Regions from separate parts of the Mus musculus genome. Here region 2 is linked to region 1. The links are chromatin contacts, called in public Hi-C maps. All regions are on one chromosome and are shown on one strand. Each heading gives the region's core, a stretch centred on a gene start, on an enhancer-like site or on the middle of the called end of the contact. The rest is flanking DNA. Distances are from core to core; before and after follow the strand shown.

Region 1 (2,700 bases), core at 85-2,584:
ACCCATGTTTGTGCCTCATTTGCCCCTTCGAAAAGCGAGCCTGCCTGTCTCTCCTCCCCTATCTTTTGTCTCAGAACACCAAAGCACTTGAGTATTTTTACTTTACAATCCCTATGAAGTCACTGGTACATTAAGCACTGGAGGACCGATGAGGGGCGTAGACACCCAGAGAGCTCTCTGGTCGGCCACGCAAAGCCTAGAACCCCCTAGTTCCTTAAAACTTGTCAGCAATCAGGCCAGACCCTCTGGAGCCTCCGGGCCCCTTGGCAGGTCGCGGAGAATTTTAAAAACAACAGTGACAGAAAGCCACCTTTCCTGCAAAGGAACCTGCACACACATATAAACACAATCGTCCGTCTCAGAAGATGAAATTACAATTGGCCTTTCTCTTGGTTTTGTTAGACTTCAAATACGGCGAGTGAACATCTCAATCTTGATTTAAAAACAAAAAAAAAAAAAAAAAAAAATTAAACCAAACCAAACTAAACAAAGAAGCTCCTGAGGGCAATTTGATCAGACACAGAAAAATCCTGCCTTCAAAGAAATGTGCCTTGTGACACTCTGAGGAGAAGTACTTAAAACCTGTCCCTGAGTCACGAACACTGGATTGAGGAAGAGAAGAAGACAGCTGGCTTCTTGGGGTTCTTAAATCTTTTCTTTCTCACCTTGGGGCTACAGAAGCTGTAAGTGAAATCTTCCACTCTTCACTGAGAGTATTGCAGTGACATAAAGTCACACACACACACACACCCCTCTACTTCACTGCCCTCTTTATCCCTAAGGTGCCCGTGCCCCCCCCCACCCCCCAATGTGGACCTGATGTTACAAAAAGCAAAGTCATGGGGCAATGCGGGGGTGGGGTGGGGTGTATGTTTGCAAAGGACTCAAAAAAATCCAGAAAAGCAAAGGGCTGAAAGATCCCAGGACAGCCGAGGTGTAAGAGGTTCGGCTGGCTCGTGGGCTGCAGCCAAGCAAGCATCCATTCACTCGAGTGGGGGGCTGGGGGCGCGACCAGAATGTTGGGGTGCTCACGAAGCCACTCTGGACGCCCACCCTCTGCCCTCCATCACCCTCCGCATCCCCTCAGGCAGGACCCCCTCCGAGCAGAGGGCCGCCCCGGGGCTCCCCGCGTAGGGACGGGAAGGACGGGGAAGGGGGTCAGGCCGGGCTCGCCCAGGTAGCCGCGCCGGAGGCTCGGGAGACTCACGTTCTCCGTGTCCCGCTCGTTCACCGTGGGCAATGGCGTCCGCGCCGACATCTTGCGCGGGCAGCGGGGTCGAGCGGGGGGTCCGGCGGGTCGCGGGCCGCGGAGGGCTTCGGCGAGGGCGGGCGCGCGCGAGCAGGCCGCGCCGGGGAGCGCGCGGCTCCCGCAGGCCGCGGGGCGGGAAGGCGGGCGAGGACGCGGGGACCGAGCCGCGGGGACGCCGGTCGGGCGCGGAGGGCCGCGGCGGGCTGAGTGGAGAGCGGGCGCCCCGGAGCTGCCTCAGCGCGGCGCCCGGCGAGCGCGGCCCTGACAGCGCCTCCCGCACGCCGCCTCAGGTGAGCGCCGCCGCCGCCGCCGCCGTCGCCGCCGCCGCTGCCGCATCCGCGCCGGGCCCCGCGGCCCCGAGCCCGCGCGCCGCTCCGCGCCGTCCCCGCCGCGATCAGCCGGAGCCCTCGGCGGCCGGAGCCGGTGCGCGCGGAGCGGCGGGCGCGGCACGGCACGCAGCGCCCCGAGGCTCTTGGCGGCCGCCGCCGGGTGGGCGGGCGCCAGCCGAGGGGCCTCTCCATTCATTCCCTCATTAGGGATGCGGGGCCGCCTCCGCCCGCCGGGCCGGATTTCATTAGTGACTCGCCCCACCCGCGGATCAGCCTGTCCCCTCAGAACCTCCGGCGGGCGTCCTGCGATTTGATGTTGATTCTTGTGTGGCTTTTAAACCGGCACTGGGGACACATGGGGTTCGTGCGAATAGAGAACGATCCCCCTCCTTCCTCCTTTTTTATGTATTTTTTTATTTGTTTCACTGGAGGGAGCATTGGGTACCATCCATCCTACTCTCCACTTGGCCCATCCTTAAATTCTCCTCTGGTTTAATTCCTGGTTTTCTTCGAGCCTTCCTTCAGCATCCTTCTGCCCTGAGGTGTTGTTCAGGGGCAGGCGTGGACAAAAGGCACAAAAGCCTCATGAAAGGAGCTGGCCCAGAAAGCATGTGGAAGAGGGCTCCCCGCACCCCACAGCATCCCTGGAGTGGGTGAGACTTGATGTCTACAGTGGCTGATCGTCACTTCCTGGGATACAAGGAAGTGTCACTTAGGCTACTTATTCAGAGAGAGTAAGAAGGCTGTCTCTGTGGTCTGTCTGGAACTCTTCCTTCCAAAAGGCTGCTTTGCCTTTCCCTCCACCTGCCACTCCAGGTCCTGGGCATATTTGTCCCCATGCAATGTTGTCATTCTTACTCTGATATTTTGCACACTTGGCCTCTAGGATAAAACTTTACCATCTCCCTATTCCTTTTCTTTCTTCAACCTCAAATGGGAATCTTGGGATGATGGGAAACTCCTCTTTCCCAAATGCATCCATTTGAGGAAGAATTCCTGTGCCAGATGGTTTTTATCCTGACTCATTAAAAGTTGTTTCTGAAAACTTAACACTTGACCCTTAAAACATGGGCCAGAAGAACCTAAAAATAGCAAACCCATATCTTGAGGGAATACACACAC
Region 2 (2,700 bases), core at 75-2,574, 150 kb after region 1:
AATATTCAACTAGTTTCTGGGGCTGACTTTCTATGTGTCCTATGAGTCAGCTTCTGTGTTGATTCCTTTCTCTGATTCTCTTTCTCTACAGCCCTAAAATAGTGCTACCTGCTCTGGAAACATCTTTCTTGTGATGCAGGAATATTGGTTGTCTTTGAGAACAATGGCTGCTGTCTCCACTTAAACAGCTAGGGGCCTGGAAAGAAAAACCACTTGAAGGCCACAGAAGCCAGTGGCCTTCAGGGTCTTGTCTTGCAAATTTAAAGAATGAAATTCACAGACCACAGAGGGTGAGTTTTAGAAAGAAGTTTATTATGGATTTCTAAGTGGAGAAGGGAAGGAGGGAGAGAAAGAGAGGAAGAGAGGGAGGGAGGGAGGGAGGGAGGGAGGGAGGGAGGGGAGGGAAGATACAGAGATCCTACTGCAGCAGGAGGGGTCAGTCTGGGTGTATTGTAAGGGACTGACTTATGGAAGAGACTGGAATAAAGTTGTAGAGTAGGTGAGCTCACAACTCCAGTCACCGCCCTCTGTCTCCCTCCAATCTCTGGGCAGAGCTGTTCACCTAGGAGATAAGGGGAGGAGGAATAAGGTCTAGAGCTCTCTGGCATGTGTGGCCTCTAGCACGGATGCTCTCAGAACTGTCATTTGGGGTTCCTGTCCTTCCTTGCTGGTTTTTATCTGGGGAATACAGTAAACATTTCTTATTCAGAACTATTAAGAAATGTCCAGATATTCATGGTCATTCAACTGGTATGGATTTCTGCCCTACCCTGTGCCAACAAAATAAGCAGTGACAATTGGTTTAGGCCTTAATCCAGCTCCCACCCTCAGAGCAAGAGCCCCATCTGGACCATAAGGGATAAGATGGAAAAGAAACCGATCCCAAAGGAGAACAGGGGCTCTTGACAAAAGCAGGACTGGGGACCAGGGAGGCAAGCAGCAAATATTCAGCTTTGGCCATTAGTGCTTCCTCTGCCCAGATGACACGCAACGTGGCAATCCCACTGGGCTCGCCACAGCCCACTAACATCTCTGCTTCTCTTTCATCTTTGTGTTGACTGATGCTGACATGTATTCAGTGGGTTCTGATCCTACCCAATGTCGTGAAAGAATATAAACGTTCTCGCTTTAAGACACAGTGTAAGACATACATATTCAGTCACCAGATTCCATTAGACAGAGCATCCTGGCAATACCAGAGACTGACAGAAATAAGTATTACGGTTCCCAAATGTATTGACCATGTAAACTGAAGCACAGATGGTTTTAATAGTCTATCCCGATATAGAAAGAAGGATGATGGGTGGTGGAGACAGGAATACGCCACCCCAAAATAGGCTCCTCGGCATATGGCCTATTCTGTGCTGAAGGCAGTTGAGGAATAGCAGACCCAGGGAAAGCACTGGAAATAGATGTAAGTTTCCCTTTTTAAGGACATCTCCACTTAGAAAAGCAATTCCTACTTGTAAAGGTGGCACACTCTCCTGTACCCAGAGGAAAGGATGAAAGCGGTCACTCACCATGAGAGAAAGCACCATATCTGCAGGCTGCGGCTTACCAGACTGCCCTGCCCACCATCCAGTTCTTAGGTATTTTCTCAGAAGTCCCTTTCCCATCAGGATTAAAATCTCCCTTTCCTGATCAAGCCTAAGATTTCACGTGTAAACGCCTGGTTCTGGCTGCTTCCTGAGCTACGGCTTCCTCTGTGGGTGACGATGTAGATAGATGCACGTGATTCAAACTGATTTCGGTTTTCGGTTGCTCCTCTGCCTTGTACTGGTTTTACTCACGGGCCCCAGCCATTGACCCGAGGAACATAGAAAGCCTCCATCCTGCCATGCTAAAAATCAAATTTGAGGGTGCTATAAGCTCAGTTACTTTTAAAGGATTAAGTTTCTTAGCCACTGAACAATTAATCCCTTTGAAACTCCTTCTTTTCAATCTAGAGAGGCCGCCTTTCAGTGTATGAGTCATGGTGAACTAAACTGTCAAGAGATGGGTTTCTTTTGTGACAGATGTGTGGGACAGATCTAGGCTAGAGCTAAAGGGAAGGGGACCAAACTGAACAGATCCCACGTGTCAGATTTCTATCAAGAGCCAGATCTGGGTAAATAACATTAAAATGACACAAAATGAAGTTATTGTCCTCAAACAGCAGTCTAGAAAGAAAAAAACCCACGAGCAATATACACGGAAACAGACGGGTTAATGAATGTCCCTAAGGTGGTAATGATGACGCTGACTGAGAGCCACTCCAATGCTTCACACTCGTCTCTCAATACCCACTGGAGAACGGGCTCTGCAGTGGCCCTGGTCAGCAGGTCCCTGTTAGCGCCTTCCTGTTGCCACCTCTTCCCCTTTCTGTTTCTCTGCCTGTTAAATCTTGGCTCTTTCCCACTGCTTTCCCTGCTGTTGCAGCCCTGTGAACCGGAAAAAGGTTCACTGAATAATTTAAAGGCAGCAGCATCAGACTTCCAGAAGCAATGCTCTGGTTTTAAGACAACATGGTCACCAGAGCATTTGCGTGCGTGTTCCAGACAGACACACGGCGATGTGTGTTGTTAGGTTGCTAGTTGGCAGGATTAGGATTAGAGACTATTGGTGTTGGACTCCCTCCCCACTACCCTCTAACCAATAACTTGTAAAACTAAGGCTGGAACTACAGTACCAGAACTACCAGCCCAAGGAACAGAGCAAGTC

Evidence for each region. Hi-C and Micro-C count contacts between places; a contact is called where the count stands out from the background.
Region 2: a Hi-C map of forebrain shows a contact between it and region 1, with 3 times the contacts expected there. The contact joins the enhancer-like site here to the promoter of Mark1 in region 1. A contact is called at or near these places in 6 of 39 promoter capture datasets (the 3T3-L1 cell line, the HPC-7 cell line, embryonic stem cells and 2 more), 6 of 484 Hi-C or Micro-C datasets (cerebral cortex, cortical neurons, embryonic fibroblasts and 2 more) and 7 of 115 datasets of contacts at active chromatin or transcription factors (embryonic forebrain, embryonic hindbrain, embryonic limb bud and 4 more).

Annotation. Positions count from the first base shown.
Region 1 is chr1:184,998,215-185,000,914 of GRCm38.p6, forward strand. Mark1 (MAP/microtubule affinity regulating kinase 1) reads right to left here and starts at 1,335. Exons shown (of 18, transcript NM_145515.2): 1 at 1,208-1,335. The coding sequence starts at 1,258. Gm39728 (a long non-coding RNA gene) reads left to right here and starts at 1,352. Exons shown (of 5, transcript XR_865821.3): 1 at 1,352-1,539.
Region 2 is chr1:185,149,272-185,151,971 of GRCm38.p6, forward strand. No RefSeq gene overlaps it. Among named protein-coding and RNA genes, the nearest start is that of Gm34797, 33 kb to the left of the region's middle. Within about 2 kb of position 1,325, at least 17 of the 459 cell types and tissues checked have an H3K27ac peak or open chromatin away from gene starts, as enhancers often do. A contact at or near this core is called in cerebral cortex, cortical neurons and forebrain, where this site is marked.